Linked DNA regions of Mus musculus: all the other regions are linked to region 3. A link is a contact called in public HiChIP or PLAC-seq data. All regions are on one chromosome and are shown on one strand. The core of a region is the stretch at or near the end of the contact, and the rest is flanking DNA. Distances in the headings are between cores, read along the strand shown.

Region 1 (4,596 bases), core at 579-3,078, 270 kb after region 3:
GATACTTGGCTGCATCTGCCTCCTGAGTTCTGAGCATAAAGGTGTGTGCCAGCACAACCAGCTCTCTCAAGGTGGCTCTTGATGCCTTGAGAAACATCACTTAGGTTTTTACAAACATTTTATTCAAATTTCATCTTTAAGATATATTAAATTGTTTTCATACCGTAGCATAATGGCTCTCAACGTATCCTCACTGCAGACCAATAGGTATGTTACAAAACAAGTTCGTTGTAAAGACGTTGGGAGATATCAGGTCCCTGCCATTCTCTGATGACTTACAGAAATATTTCAAGGTTGCAAGGCTGACTATTTTTTTTAATTGTTATGGTTTATATAATCCTTTATCTGTGTGAAGGAGGAATTTCTCATTACAGTGTGACCAAAATAAACTCTAAAAATAATCTGAACCCCAAGGCTGGCTTCAGACGGTGCCAGGTTCCCATAACCCTTCTACATTTTTCCATCTGTAAAGCTGCTCTCGGTTCACATTACTGGGCTCTATGGTGTGTGAATATAAGCTGAGGCTATAGTGGGAATATATATGTGTAACACAAACCGTTAGCCATTTGATATTTTAGGGATTTCTGGAATGTTATTTGAAAGATGGACTGAACTATCTCTTTGAAAGTTTCAAAACCACTAAGCGGGGGAGGCAATGTCCTAGAGTCCAGCCTGCCAGTAATTCTGCAACCAATGCCTAAGAAAACAAAGGGTCTGCCTGGGGACTGAACCCAGAGAGGCCCAACCAGGAAAAACCACTGGAGCATTTTGCTGGAGAGCGAGGTGAACAAGAATATGCTCTGGGTCTCCTCTGGATGCCCAGATCCCTGACCTCAAAGGTTTGTGTGTTTGCCTCGGTGCTGACTTCAACATGGTCTGGCCCCTGTTCAGCAGCTAGGGAAGCCCTTGAGTAATACATGCTGGTGCTCAAACATTGGGAGCCAGGCATAGACCTAGAACCTCCTAAACTCAGTAACAGTAGAGATCAGAGCAAGCCAGGGGAGGCTAAAGGAAAGGAGCAGTCCAGGGCTGGGAGACTCTGTTCAGAATGGGGATGCCACACAGCACCTCTTCCTTCTCCTACCCCCACCCCACCCCCAGCCCTATCCTCAGACCTGCCTTCGTCCTGTGACTTTTTCAACAAAGGTAGATTAGACACCAGGGTCTTTTCTGGTCCCTCCTCCTCTTTCCCCCCATTCCTTCTTCTCCTCCCCCTCCCTTTCTCCTCTTTCTCCTCCCCCTTCCTCCCTTCCTCCTAGTCTTTGGCTTCCCCTGGACTTTCCCCGACTCTTTAAAAACGTTCTCTCTCTGACAGTCGACAGGGAAAGGAAAGATATTTTCTTCATTGGTGTAAGGCACCCATGCTCCCACAAACAACAACCCGGCGCTCCTGTAAATAACAATAATGAAACTTACTGGGTCATGAAATAAAGGAAGGGGGGATGAGGTTAGAAGGTGGACTAGTTGAGAAGGGGAACGGGATTAATGGAGGGTGGGAGGGACAAGATGTTGAGGGGATAAAAGTGATCAAAATGCACAATGAAAACAATTATTATGTGCAATTAAGATATAATAGTAAAACCACTTTTTAAAAGCTCTCTCTCAGTTCTGCCCCTGTAACTACTGTCCTATCTGTCCCTAGCCTTCACATGAAACGTCTTGCCATCAAGACGTGACTGTGGCATTGCGTCCCTCCCTAAGCCAGTGTGCCTGGACTTCCCCTGCTGGAACAGTGGCGTCATCTCAAAGGTCACAGCGACTTCCTGATTTTAAGTCCAGGAAGCTTTCTGGGAGCTGATGCTCTCACCGGCCTCTGTGTAATGATGTCTACAGACCACCGCTCCTCAGGTTGGAGATGCCCTTTGATATTGTGACTTCACTTCCTGTTTTCCCCTCCCCCACCCTCACCATACCTATCTCCAAAAGCTTTTTCTATCTTCCTATGCCTCTAAAGCAGTAGATCTCAACCTGTTGGCTGAGTGGCCCCTCTGGAGCCAAACAGCCCTTACATAGGGATAGCATATCAGATATCCTGCATATCAAATATTTACATTATGATTGGTAACAGTAGCAGGTTTACAGTTATGAAGTAGCAACAAAAATAATGTTATGGTTGGGGGGGGGGGTCTCCCCAACATGAGGAACTGCATGAAAGTATCACAGCATTAGGAAGGTTGCAGCTCTAAAGCAAGATGGCGGTGCTAGTTTATAGCACACTATCACAGGGTGCTGAAGACAATTGTAAAACAATTGGCTTTCTGCCCACTCTGAAAGCTAGACGTCCAAGATGGCATCAGTGTTGGTATATCAGTCTATTTTCCACTGCTACAAAAAAAAAAAAAAAAAAACCACAAAACTGCCTGGTGTTGGGTTCTTTGTAAAGAAAGAGGTTTTATTTAACTCATACATCTTCAAGTCCAAGAGCACAGCCCTGATTGTCACTCAGCTCTGGTGAGGGCCTCCCTGCAGGAACATGTGCTGAAATCGGATAGCAAGATCCGAAATCAGAGAAATTCAGGCTCTATAGCTTGATCTCCAAGGACCTGACCAGAGTGTCACAACTCTATCAATCCCTGCCTAGTGCAGCATCCACAAAAACTTAACCACCTCCCGATAGGCCCCACCTCTTAAAGGTTCAACCACCTTACACTGCCACACTGGGAACCAAATTTCCCACACATGACCCTTTGAGGAGGACACTCAAGTCATCTCTGAACTATAGCAGCTGGTTTCTTCTGTAGGCTGTCTTATTGATTTATAGATGGTGGGCCTTCTCCTGTGGCCTTGTATTCTACCTCCGTTTATATATGTATCTAATTTCCTTCTCTTATAAGGACACTAATCATATTAGATTAGTTCTCCCTAATGACTTTGTCTTAATCATCTCTGTAAACTCATTTTCTCTAAATGAACTCCATTCTGGGACACGGGAGATGGGCATCGCCGCAACACATGGATTTTGGAGGTGGAAGAAAAAGGCATAATGTCATCCCTAGCCATGGTCAATCTCATTCAAATCCTTGGTCCTTTTAAATATTGCTTTCTTATACCCATCTAAAAGCTGGGTGTATAGTTATCAAGCAAAATGGTTTTTTTTTTAATTGCAAAAAGTAATATATCTCATGAAAACATCAAAGGTGTCGGGGAAAAGGACTAATGAGATGTTGTGATTTCGAAATAAAATGCAGCTCCCAGTCCTCACCTGCGCTCTGAGCCTGATTCCACTGTGCTCCCAGTCCCAGTGAGTGCTGGCAGTTCCCACAGGCTACGGAGCAGTGCCTACTCGGGCTCCCTTGTCTTCACCTAAGACCCCTACAACCTTTCCAGTCCCCTCTTTCCTCTGCCTGACACTGTGACCAGACATTCCATTTGTCCCTTTCAAAGACTGACTGCATAATTGCTGTTTAATACAGTATTTGTGAAAACCTATTTCATTAGTAAAAATGTCTTTAGAACTTTAGATAATGATGTCAGAGGACAAAATTCACCGAGGAGCCCTTCAACAGAGCACTCAAGAGCTACCACGGCCCCTGTACACACCCCTACACCCACCTTTTCTTGTATTATGTACCCCTTAACATCTTAGGTTTCTCCCACCCAAGGCATGATACCTTGACACCTCTGCTCTAAGCCTTAAGGATCTGCACACGTCTCACCATCTAAGCCCAGCTTCTTGGGCCAGTGTTTGCCGATTTCTTGACCGACTTCTGCTCCTGCACAGGACACGGTGTAGAGTGACTGTAGTGCCCATTTGCTTTGCCCTGACTATCCTCATACAGCTCATTTGTGGGCATCCACTCTAGTATTCTTTTGAAATATTGCTTCCCCATGTGTACTATCAGAACCCCTAAAGACGGTGCCTGCCTCTTCTGAGAAGTGTTTCCTAGCCTTTCACCTGCTTTGAGTACACCACTCTGGGAAGCCCCATCCTCAGGGTCTCCTTGAGCCATGTTGATAGCATGCTAAATGCCCAGCTTGGGGCTTATGTATTTTTCCTGTCCTTGTCCCCCTAAGGGCTGAAAGAGGCTGAGGGCGGGTTGTACAAGGCCACAAGTGTTGACTCGGAATGGATCAGAATCCAAAGCCAAGACCTATGCAAAGAAAACAAGTCTTTGTCCTTCGTGCCCTGTGTAAGGTACTTTGCCACCTGCTTTCTGCTGGTATTATTCATGTGACAGGCCAGTCTGAAACTGTAGGTTAGTTGAGGACACTGTAGAGAATGATCATATTGCCTTATATCTTGGTGTGTGTGTGCTCACATGCATGTGCTTGGGCACGTGTGCACATGGGTTAACATGTATGTGGAGAACAGAGATTGACACAGGTATCTCTCTCATTTGCTGTTCACTTCATTTTTATTACCATTTATTGGGGTGCATTTTCCACAGTGTGCACATGGAGGCCAAAGTGCGACTCGTGAATGTAAGTGCTTCCATCCCATCACGTGGATCCCAGGAATAGAACTCAGGTCTTCGGTATTTTGTCATAGTAACAAGAAACGAACTCAGAGAGAGCCTGGATAGAAATGACCTCCTCTCTCTTTCTCTTAGTCCCTCTCTGTCCAAGGAACAGCATCATAACTATGGAGAGTAAGAG
Region 2 (4,421 bases), core at 1,797-4,296, 410 kb after region 3:
TGTAAGAACCCAAGGACACTGGGCAGAACCAGGCATGGCTGAGTGATTGGATGAGAAACCCACCATCGGGGCGGCTGCAGGTGCCCAGGGGTCTCTCAGTAACCAGTTTCCCTTTTGGAGTGCCCTGGGTCTGCAGCCTATTCATGTGCAACATCTGAAATTAATAAGAGCTCTTTTTTCTTTGCATTTGAAGAATACTGACTGAAAGGGGTCCCTCATCTTTGAAATTCTATTTATTTTGAGTTTACAAATGGAGATGCTGCCTTTTATTTACGGGGTTTTCTGTGAAGATTTGAGTTTGTTTTTCCTTGGGTTAATTCAGTAGATCGATCAGTCATAAAATTGATCTTTGATTGGAGTTGTGATAGAAGTGTAGAAAAAAATAAGGAAAACACTCTCGGCGTTTCTCCTGGCCTGCTAAGGAAGGTGTGTCCAGACACTGTATGCTGCCTCGTACAGAGTTGTGAAGAAATAGTTGCCGAAAGACTGAAACGGTCCTGACAGTTAAGAATCAGTTACTGTGCAGAAGTGGGTGTCCACCGCGAGTACTGTGTCCCTCGTGTTTCCTTATATGGTATTGAGACAGGGACATAGTGCTGGGTCATTTGTCCTAGTTTCCCTTCACTGGGATAGTGGTGTCAGCTGGTCTGGTCCCCATTCCTAGCTGCCTTACCAGTATACTGTAAGCATGTGCCTCATCTGCTGTGCCAGGCCAGTGTGTACGTCTGCAGACAGACAGTAACTGCACAGGGGTCAGCACCTCCAGTCACAGACAGCAGTGTGTGGGGGCTCCGAATGTGCGCGCTGCGTTTAAGCATTGCTTCCTTTTGAAGCACCGAAGGCCTTTACCAAGCTGTTCTGATCCTTAGACCAACCTTATAAACACGGCCGTTTTCATTATAATTTTAAAGGTGATTTAAACACTTAAATTTTTCTCCTTTTGAATTTGAGTTTATATTTATCTTTGATTTATGAAAACTTTGCAGTGTCAATTTGAAGTTGTGTATTTTTGGTCTGCTTCTATTTTATTGTTTTTTAAATGGTAAAATTCAAGTTATGGCCTAGGGTTTATAACTAGATATCTTAGCTGCTTGGCATATTTGTGGCAATTATTTGTGAATGAAGTTGTTTGTACATGAACCCCAGTGGTCAGGAGAGTAAGCCTTACTGACACCGCCATCTCCTTTCCCAGCTCTCTGTGACATGCATCCAATGAGAGCGCTGTTTCTCATCCCCAGAAACCCTCCTCCCAGGCTGAAGTCAAAAAAATGGTAAGCCCCACCTCCCCCTCCCTTCCCCCACTCTGTCGGTCCCTCTCCCCCTTCCCCCCTTTTCTATGCCTTTCTTTTCTTTTCTCCCTACCTCTCTATAGTTTCATTTTGTTCAGGAATAAAATTCTGGCCACCCTAACTTCGGTACTACAAAGTCAGCAGCCTTCAACAGTCTAAGGCACATGAGTTCTTCCTGTTGTTCTTGATTCATCGGATTTCATTTAGTCGCTAATAGCAAGCAACTCCGAAAGCCCCATAATATGAAGAAAAGGCTATGTTTAACGTTTAAGAGTTAAACATCTTTGAAGTGTAATATGTTGCAGAACATTCTTCTTCTAAAATGGCAAAGATGTGTTAAAGTCCTTTGATAACACATTTTAACATTGATGAAGGGTGTCTGGGGCCATCGGCCATGTTTGCAGGCCCTGACTACAGCAGGAGGACCATTTGAACATAGGAGTTAAAAGCATTCTGGGTAATAGAGCAAGATCCTGTTGGGGGTTAGGGTGGGTTGCAGCTATAGTTGTGATGTTTTATAAAGTGTACCAACCAGTGGCAGGGCTGAGTCTTCCACCCCACCCCCATCGTGCACACACAAAGTAAAACCTGTCATTTCTGCCTTTGTCCACTAAACTCTGGGACCTGATGAATCGAGCTCAAGCCAGTGTAAGGCTGGCTGAAGCATCCATCCGTAGATGCCCTGCGTTTGCCAACAGAGGCAGGCCCCTTGCTCATCTCTGTTTGTTATGAGACTTATGGTCATCTGTGCACCTCCCTGACCCCCACGTTAGTGAAGGCCTTTCTCTGTTCCTGTGCCTCTGCTTGTTCCATGATTTAATGGTTAGTGAGTAGTAGTAGACTTAAACTCTGTTCCTTTAAACCTGGCTGCTTTTATCGCTCTGTATGATAATGTTGTTTGTGGTGCACTGCAGGTGTGACCACAGTGACACTGCTGAGTGCTGCAGGACATTGTTAGTGTGCACTGCAGGTGTGGTGACAGTGACACTGCTGACTGCTGCAGTACATTGTTAGTGTGCACTGCAGGTGTGGTCCCAGTGACACTGCTGACTGCTGCAGTACATTGTTAGTATGCACTGCAGGTGTGACCACAGTGACACTGCTGACTGCTGCAGTACATTGTTAGTGTGCACTGCAGGTGTGACCACAGTGACACTGCTGACTGCTGCAGTACATTGTTAGTGTGCACTGCAGGTGTGGTCCCAGTGACACTGCTGACTGCTGCAGTACATTGTTAGTGTGCACTGCAGGTTTGGTCACAGAATGGTTTTCAGGCTCGTCACCAGTATTTTTGAGCTTAACTTTGGTGATAGAAGTTTGATGATATGTTTCACTTTCTCTTACAGGTCAAAGAAATTTTTCAGCTTTATAGAAGGCTGTCTGGTGAAGAATTACATGCAGCGGCCCTCTACAGAGCAACTTTTAAAACACCCTTTCATAAGGGATCAGCCCAATGAAAGGCAGGTTCGAATCCAGCTTAAGGATCACATAGACCGGACCAGAAAGAAGAGAGGCGAGAAAGGTATGAAGGCTCCTTTAAGTTTGCCTTCCTACCATAGCGTTAAGGGGCCCTAGACTGTGTTAAAGCAGCAGGCTTCATTCTGACAGTTTAAGTACTGCTGCTGCTGCTGAGCTGCACTCCTTCCCCTGTGCTCTTCCTCCCTAGCACCCTCTTTCCTCTTCCTGTCTCGTGGCCCTGGGCTTTCCTGCACACTTGCACAGCAAGAGCAAGACCACTGGATGCTAACACTCCTCAACAGCCCGCCTCCCCTCTCGTGATTTCCGCCTGGTTTTATGTCATATACCGCACACTGACACCCGGGTAAACCGTGTGAAACACACCTCGTTTCCCTGAGGTTGATTTGACTACACAGTCTTCAGTTTCATATGTATGTTTTAGATTACTTTTTTAAGCACAGGAAGATTTTGCTATGTAGTGTCATTTTCAAGTGGCATAATGACTTCATGGTCGGTTCTGCCTCAGATTTATTCCTGGACAGTTGTTTCTTTCTCAGTGAGTTTGTGGTTGTCATATAGGAAAGCTACTGAGTTTTGTATGTTAATTCTGTATCCTGCAGGGTCTTTAAGTGTCTGAGATTAGCAATACTTTGAGTTCTTTCTTGTCTTTATACCTTTTACGTATTACTGTTTAGTTGGGTGGGACTTGAAACACTGTATCAAATAAGTGTCTAGTTCTAGGTTTTAGAGAATATATTCACTATTCCCCATCTAGTACAGTGTTGTTTATAGGTTTGCCTTTACTATAGCCATTACTGTTAGAAGTATATCTGTAGGTTTTGTGCTCCTTCTTTCTTGGGGACTTTTTTTTTAAGTAGGGCCTCACTATAACGTAAGCTGCAGATTCACAGCGATTCTTCCGTCTTATCCTCCCCTCTGCTGGGTGTGTACCACGAGTCAGAAGTTTTCTCCTCTTTTTTTTTTTTTTTTTTTTTTTTTTTGGTTTTTCGAGACAGGGTTTTTCTGTATAGCCCTGGCTGTCCTGGAACTCACTTTGTAGACCAGGCTGGCCTCAAACTCAGAAATCTGCCTGCCTCTGCCTCCCGAGTGCTGGGATTAAAGGCGTGTGCCACCACGCCCGGCTCAAGTTTTCTCCTTTTGAGCTCTGTCCTTGAGTTTATTTACACCATGTATTAAAATTGGGGGGTGTGGGCTGCCACAGTTCTGCATCCTCGAGATAAAGCCATTTTGGTTGTGTCTTTATATGATCTTGAATATGGCTTTCAAGTATTTTGTTGAGAATATAAGAAACCCAATGTTCCTTAGAGAAATTGGCCTTTGATGTTCTTTTATTCCGTCTTTATTGGGTTTGCTGGTAGGTCATCTTGGCTTCATAGGATGAGTCTGGTAGCGTCTTCCCCTTCTTCTTCGTGGAGTGGTGAGAGTGTTGGTGTCCGGTCATCCTCAACAATTTGGCACAACCTGCCCTGCATCTGTCCCGCCTTACACTTCTTAACCCCATCCCAGTCTCAGTGCTCATATCTTACAGATTTCATTGTGGTAAACTGCAGACATTTAGAATCTTGTTCATTTTTTTTCACTTGCCAACCTTTGGAATATAAGTTTTCAGAGCATTTTCTAAGGATCTTTTGGGTTTCATTGGCTCTATGGTAA
Region 3 (4,684 bases), core at 1,879-4,378:
CCGGCCTGTGAAGTTATGTTTATCATTACTGACAGACCATAAACCCAACACAGGCAGACACTTAGGTATTTCCAACAAGCAGGTACAATGCTTGGCCCAAAGGGTCTGCTAAAGTTAGAATGTAAGGTATTAAAGTTAGAAAGTAAGTCCTTACTGCTGTTCTGAGAGTGTGATCTTAAAGTACTGATTCTTTAAAATCCTCCATTTCAATAATGACTTAAAATTTTAAAGCTATGTAGTGCTAGATTCCAGTAAGAGAAGCAATGAGTTTCAGAAGAACTGGAAAACTATTCCCTACAACATAGGAAAGTTATCAGTATTCAATTTTAGAAGCACACTTCTACCTGTTTCATAGAAATCCAGTGTTACACAGAAGCACTAAGAACAGCTCAATCAGTGGGGTTTCCAGGCTTCAGCTACATTTTGACTAAACGGAGGAAACCAATCTAAGTCTAAACAGCCTCAGTGGCTCTAAAAAATGATATTCAATCAAATTTAAATAAGGTCTGTCAAAGCTGGCTTCTCCCATCTTAATTCTTCTCAAGTGCCAGATTATCAATACCTGGTACCCAAATGGACTAAGTTCTATGAGAGCTAACTTCCCCATCTTTGCAGTGTCTACAGCTGAAGATCAAGGGTCTAACTTTATTTCTAGTTTTTCCTGTTTATCAGTCACACTGCTACCAAATTAATTTTCCTTTGGCCAGTGGTTCAAAATGCTAGATAATTTTGTTGCTCCCTGTAGTTCTGGCAAAATCTCAAGGTATTTCTGATTGTTACAAGTGTGGGGAAAACTTCTAGAATGTGGGAAGGCAGGAATGTAGCTAAACATCCTGTAGGTCACCAAGTAATAAAGGACCAAGTTTTAAAAGGCTTTTGCATGTTTCTTTAGGGATCTAACTTAAAGGGACTCCAGGAAGATTCAGTCACTTGCATGGGTACTTTCATGAACTTTCCAAAAGGTAATGATCCTCCCTTTAAATAAAACAAAACAAAAAACGGCAACTATTATTATCCTAAGAAAACTAGAAAGAAGGCAAATAATGGGGAAGGAAGTGTCCCTCCAAAGGAAGATTCTAGTCAACATGATTGAGGTGTTTTCCTGGGTCCAGATAAATTATATGTCAACAATATAAACAAGAAAGATTGCTGAGCCATGTTTAGAACAAGAGGTGTCTGCTTGGTAGGATGTCAATGTCATTATCAAAAAATGCAGAAGGGTAGAGTTAGAAAATTGTAGGGTAATGAGCTTGTCACTGAAAAGAAAACGGTCTACATTAGATGTGCGTGCATCCACACATGTACACACCCAACATCGAGGAGTCACACCGGCCTATCTTCGCTGACAGAACTTAACTTGGGAACATATATCTGGGATGCTAGGATCTCTCAGGAGCCTTGTGGAAAGATGGTGTGTGGACAGTGACAATTAGGCTGATTTGCAATCAGCGGACTAACTGCCTGAGTCAACACCACCGCAGGGACATCGGTCTATTCTCACCCACCACCGTGGTCCACAGCCAACAAACTCTTGAGTTCTTAAAGACCCGACTTCTCTGGACATTTCTCCATTCTAGCAGATTACTTTCACACCATTTCAAGTGTTCCTTACCTTCTCTTACTTCACCCTGCTATGCTTCTGCAATTTATACCCATTTCTCTCCTAATCTGGAGTCAACCAAGAAAAAAAGAGTTGATCTGTACTCGTAGCTCACTTCCTTGTCATCAAATGGCCATCATTCCCAACCGCGTTAAAAAAAATGGTTAAACCCAAGGTCACTTTTCTGTCTTTATAAGCTCTGTGTCGCATGCACACCAAAACAGAACGAGAACAAAAATGCAGTACAGGAAGAAAGATGTCTTAGCTAGTAGCAGAAACTTAAAAACCCTAATCACAGGAAATTCAGAATGAGTCAACCGTGTGATGCCTAAAGCTAATGTGATCTTAGAAGGCACAAGAGAAACACAATCAAATTCTGGGTCCCCGGAGAGAACTCTGTCCCAAGGATGACATTTTGCAAACTCATCCTTGTCTGTCCCCTGGAACAGCGTGTTTAGAGGTGGCCTCCTGACAGAGGTAGCAAGGCCTTTCTTTCCTTCAATGAAAACAGTTTAAAAAAAAAAATTCATCTGAATTCAAACTGTCCAAACCAGGAGCTAGTGCGATCACCCTACATGCGTCGAGAGAGAAACTACAGCAAGAAAACCCAGGTTTTTTGATCCAGGGTTTTGAAAACACTCATATTCGCCTCATCGAGAGGAAGAAACCACATCGAGTAGCCACTTTAGGTTGGTGAAGAGACAATGCGAGCCTGGCGGCGCCAGCCGTCCACTCCTACACACTCTCCACTCAACCAACTTTGGGAGTCCGTGAGCCGACCTTAGGAAGCGACCCGGGTTCGGGAATCTGTAGAGTTACTGAACTCCGTAGGACCTGCCACCGGTGTGTTTGCTACTCCCCGGCCGAGGGCCCTTCCCAGCTTTCTCACCCTCCCGAGGTGAAGCTCCGATCCTGCAGCGTGTGCACGCACTTCCCTCTCCACACCACCCGGGGAACCACCAGGCTCGCCCCGGCCGCGGCCAGCGGCCCAGCGCCCGGCCTGCTCACCCGCGTGAGACATGGGCTCGGTGGCGTTCCCGTTGCTCTCCAGGTTGTAGACCACCACGGCCGAGGCGTTCCTCCGCGCCGCCGCCAGCACCTTGTCCTTGAAGGTGCAGCCGCCTCGCGCCACCAGCGCCACCCAGGGCGCGTTGCCGAGGGCGCCGGGCGCCACGAAGCGCGTGTCGGGCGCGCAGCCCTCCGCGGGCGCGGGCGCGCGCGGGACGCCCACCAGGCCCTGCCTCTCCTCCCGGAGCGAGCTTTCTCCGAAGCGGCCGCTCTCCGACACGCTCCACACCGTCAGGTTCGACTGCGGGTCCACGTATTCGATGCTCACCATGGCCGAGTACCACTCGAGCGCCCCGCCGCCCACCCCGGGAGTACACAAGGCCAGCGCCAGCACCGCGAGTGCGTCCCGGGCTCCCACGCCGGCCGCGGGCCGCCGCCGCGCCGCCATGGCCGCCCGGCCGGGCTACTGAGGAAGAAGAGCGCGAGTCAGAACGAGGCGACTCACTCCAGGCTGGCCCACAGCTTTGAGGAGACGGCGGCGGCTCGCGAGAGACCGCCGAGCGCGGCGGGGGCGGACCCGCGGCGCACGCGCACCTGGAGGGGCGTGACCGGGGCGTGGCGACGGAAGGGGTGGGGCCCTGCCCGCGGGCGTGAGGAGTGCGCAGGCGCCAGGGTCTGTGCCGCAGGGCTGTGGGCGGCCGAGCTGAAGCTTGCAGATGCTGCAGAGAGTTGTGCAACCCTGCTGCCAGAGTCCCCAAGTCTGGGGAAGTTTGTGCGCTCCGGGTCGGCCAGCGTGGGACTGCGGTTGTGTAAAGTTTCTCAGAGGGTGGAGTTGACTGTGCAAGGCACGCGGCAAAAGCCTGGCTGCCTAAACCACTTAAACAAACAAGCAAACAACAACAAAAACCACTAAGTCAAGTTGTCCAGATGCCTTTTGTTACAAACTCTGTAATATATTAAATTCTTTGTTGCTCTTTTCTCAATGGTTGCCTTCGAGCCCTTTCTTCCTTCTCCTTAGTTTATGTGTGCCTCTGTTTGGACGAAGACGAAGGTGCTACATTAATCAAAAGGGGGGAAAAAGGGGAAAGGATTTGTTTGGAGGTAAATGGTGGCTGATAGATAGTCCTTCGACAACACAGTGGGTGGATACTTTCAGTGTACCATTAAAAGATCCTGAACACACTAAACATAGTTAAATGCAAGTATGGTAACTCTGCTCCGGTAAAATCTTGAGTAGAGCTGAGATTTGAGATGCTCTGGTAGATCAACCCCAGCGAACCTGAAAGGTATTTCCTTTGAAGAATGTGAAGTCTGACTAGACCCGAATAAACACAGGAGATCTCTCCATAACGCTGAGGAGACATCACACCCGAGTTACCAAATATCAAAAGACATTTAAAATACCTCTTCATATATGAGCTACTGAATATCAAAATGTATTTAAACCTAAGAAGTGGACACTTAAGTGATGGACTTAATGCATAGCTATACATTGTTAGGCACTATTCTGAAGACATACACACACAGGCATATACTGTGACAGACCTTCAACTCATCCCTAAGCCTGACTTATATTATCCTTTTTATCTGAGGGGCCTCAGGTCACCTCACAGATCTCTGTTGTATTGGTCAAACCAGTTTCTCCTGAGAACCAGTTCTATAAAGGAACACCAAGTCTTTAATTACACTGGACTTTCAGCAGAGGCCTGCTTCGATTCTGATGGAGCAACTGAACTCATGATTTCAAAACTCACTCACTATGCCGTTGTGCTGCCGCATTTCTGAACCATGTTCCCTGTGAGGCTTGCTCATGTTGTTTCCCCCTCTTTACTCAGTGTGAGCAAATGCCAAAAGTCCCCTTTGTGTGGCAATAAACTGTGTGATTCGTGAAATCATCGTCAGTCTCTTTATTTCTACCAAACAAACCACTAAGGAGCTGGAAATGAAGTTCAGGGCTTTGATTTCTGATTGACTCACTAGTCTTCCTTCTTTGTGCAAGAGTTTATAATTACAGGAAGTAGTTTGTTGGGGCCCAGACCAATATGTTTTAGGTTAGACCTGGTTCTTTTTATCTTT

What was found. HiChIP or PLAC-seq counts read pairs in DNA pulled down with a chosen protein or histone mark.
Region 1: an H3K27ac HiChIP or PLAC-seq map of regulatory T cell precursor shows a contact between it and region 3, with 7 times the contacts expected there. The contact joins the promoter of 1700066B17Rik here to the promoter of Rnf149 in region 3. A contact is called at or near these places in 1 of 39 promoter capture datasets (hippocampal neurons), 1 of 484 Hi-C or Micro-C datasets (Th1 cells), 6 of 115 datasets of contacts at active chromatin or transcription factors (bone marrow-derived dendritic cells, bone marrow-derived macrophages, effector CD8 T cells and 3 more) and 1 of 9 other capture datasets (adipose tissue).
Region 2: a contact with region 3 is called in an H3K4me3 HiChIP or PLAC-seq map of bone marrow-derived macrophages, with 2.2 times the contacts expected there. The contact joins the enhancer-like site here to the promoter of Rnf149 in region 3. A contact is called at or near these places in 2 of 39 promoter capture datasets (embryonic stem cells and neural stem cells), 1 of 15 datasets of contacts at CTCF or cohesin (pro-B cells), 9 of 484 Hi-C or Micro-C datasets (B cells, CD4 T cells, bone marrow-derived macrophages and 5 more), 12 of 115 datasets of contacts at active chromatin or transcription factors (the SCID.adh cell line, astrocytes, bone marrow-derived macrophages and 8 more) and 2 of 9 other capture datasets (adipose tissue and macrophages).

The regions. Positions count from the first base shown.
Region 1 is chr1:39,845,502-39,850,097 of GRCm38.p6, forward strand. 1700066B17Rik (RIKEN cDNA 1700066B17 gene) reads right to left here and starts at 1,829. Exons shown (of 5, transcript NR_040465.1): 1 at 1,808-1,829; 2 at 164-345.
Region 2 is chr1:39,983,990-39,988,410 of GRCm38.p6, forward strand. Map4k4 (mitogen-activated protein kinase kinase kinase kinase 4) reads left to right here. Exons shown (of 32, transcript NM_001252200.1): 9 at 1,193-1,271; 10 at 2,636-2,811. Among named protein-coding and RNA genes, the nearest start is that of Map4k4, 85 kb to the left of the region's middle. Within about 2 kb of position 3,047, at least 16 of the 459 cell types and tissues checked have an H3K27ac peak or open chromatin away from gene starts, as enhancers often do. A contact at or near this core is called in bone marrow-derived macrophages and effector CD8 T cells, where this site is marked.
Region 3 is chr1:39,574,219-39,578,902 of GRCm38.p6, forward strand. It overlaps Rnf149 (ring finger protein 149), which reads right to left and starts at 3,129. Exons shown (of 7, transcript NM_001033135.3): 1 at 2,609-3,129. The coding sequence starts at 3,056.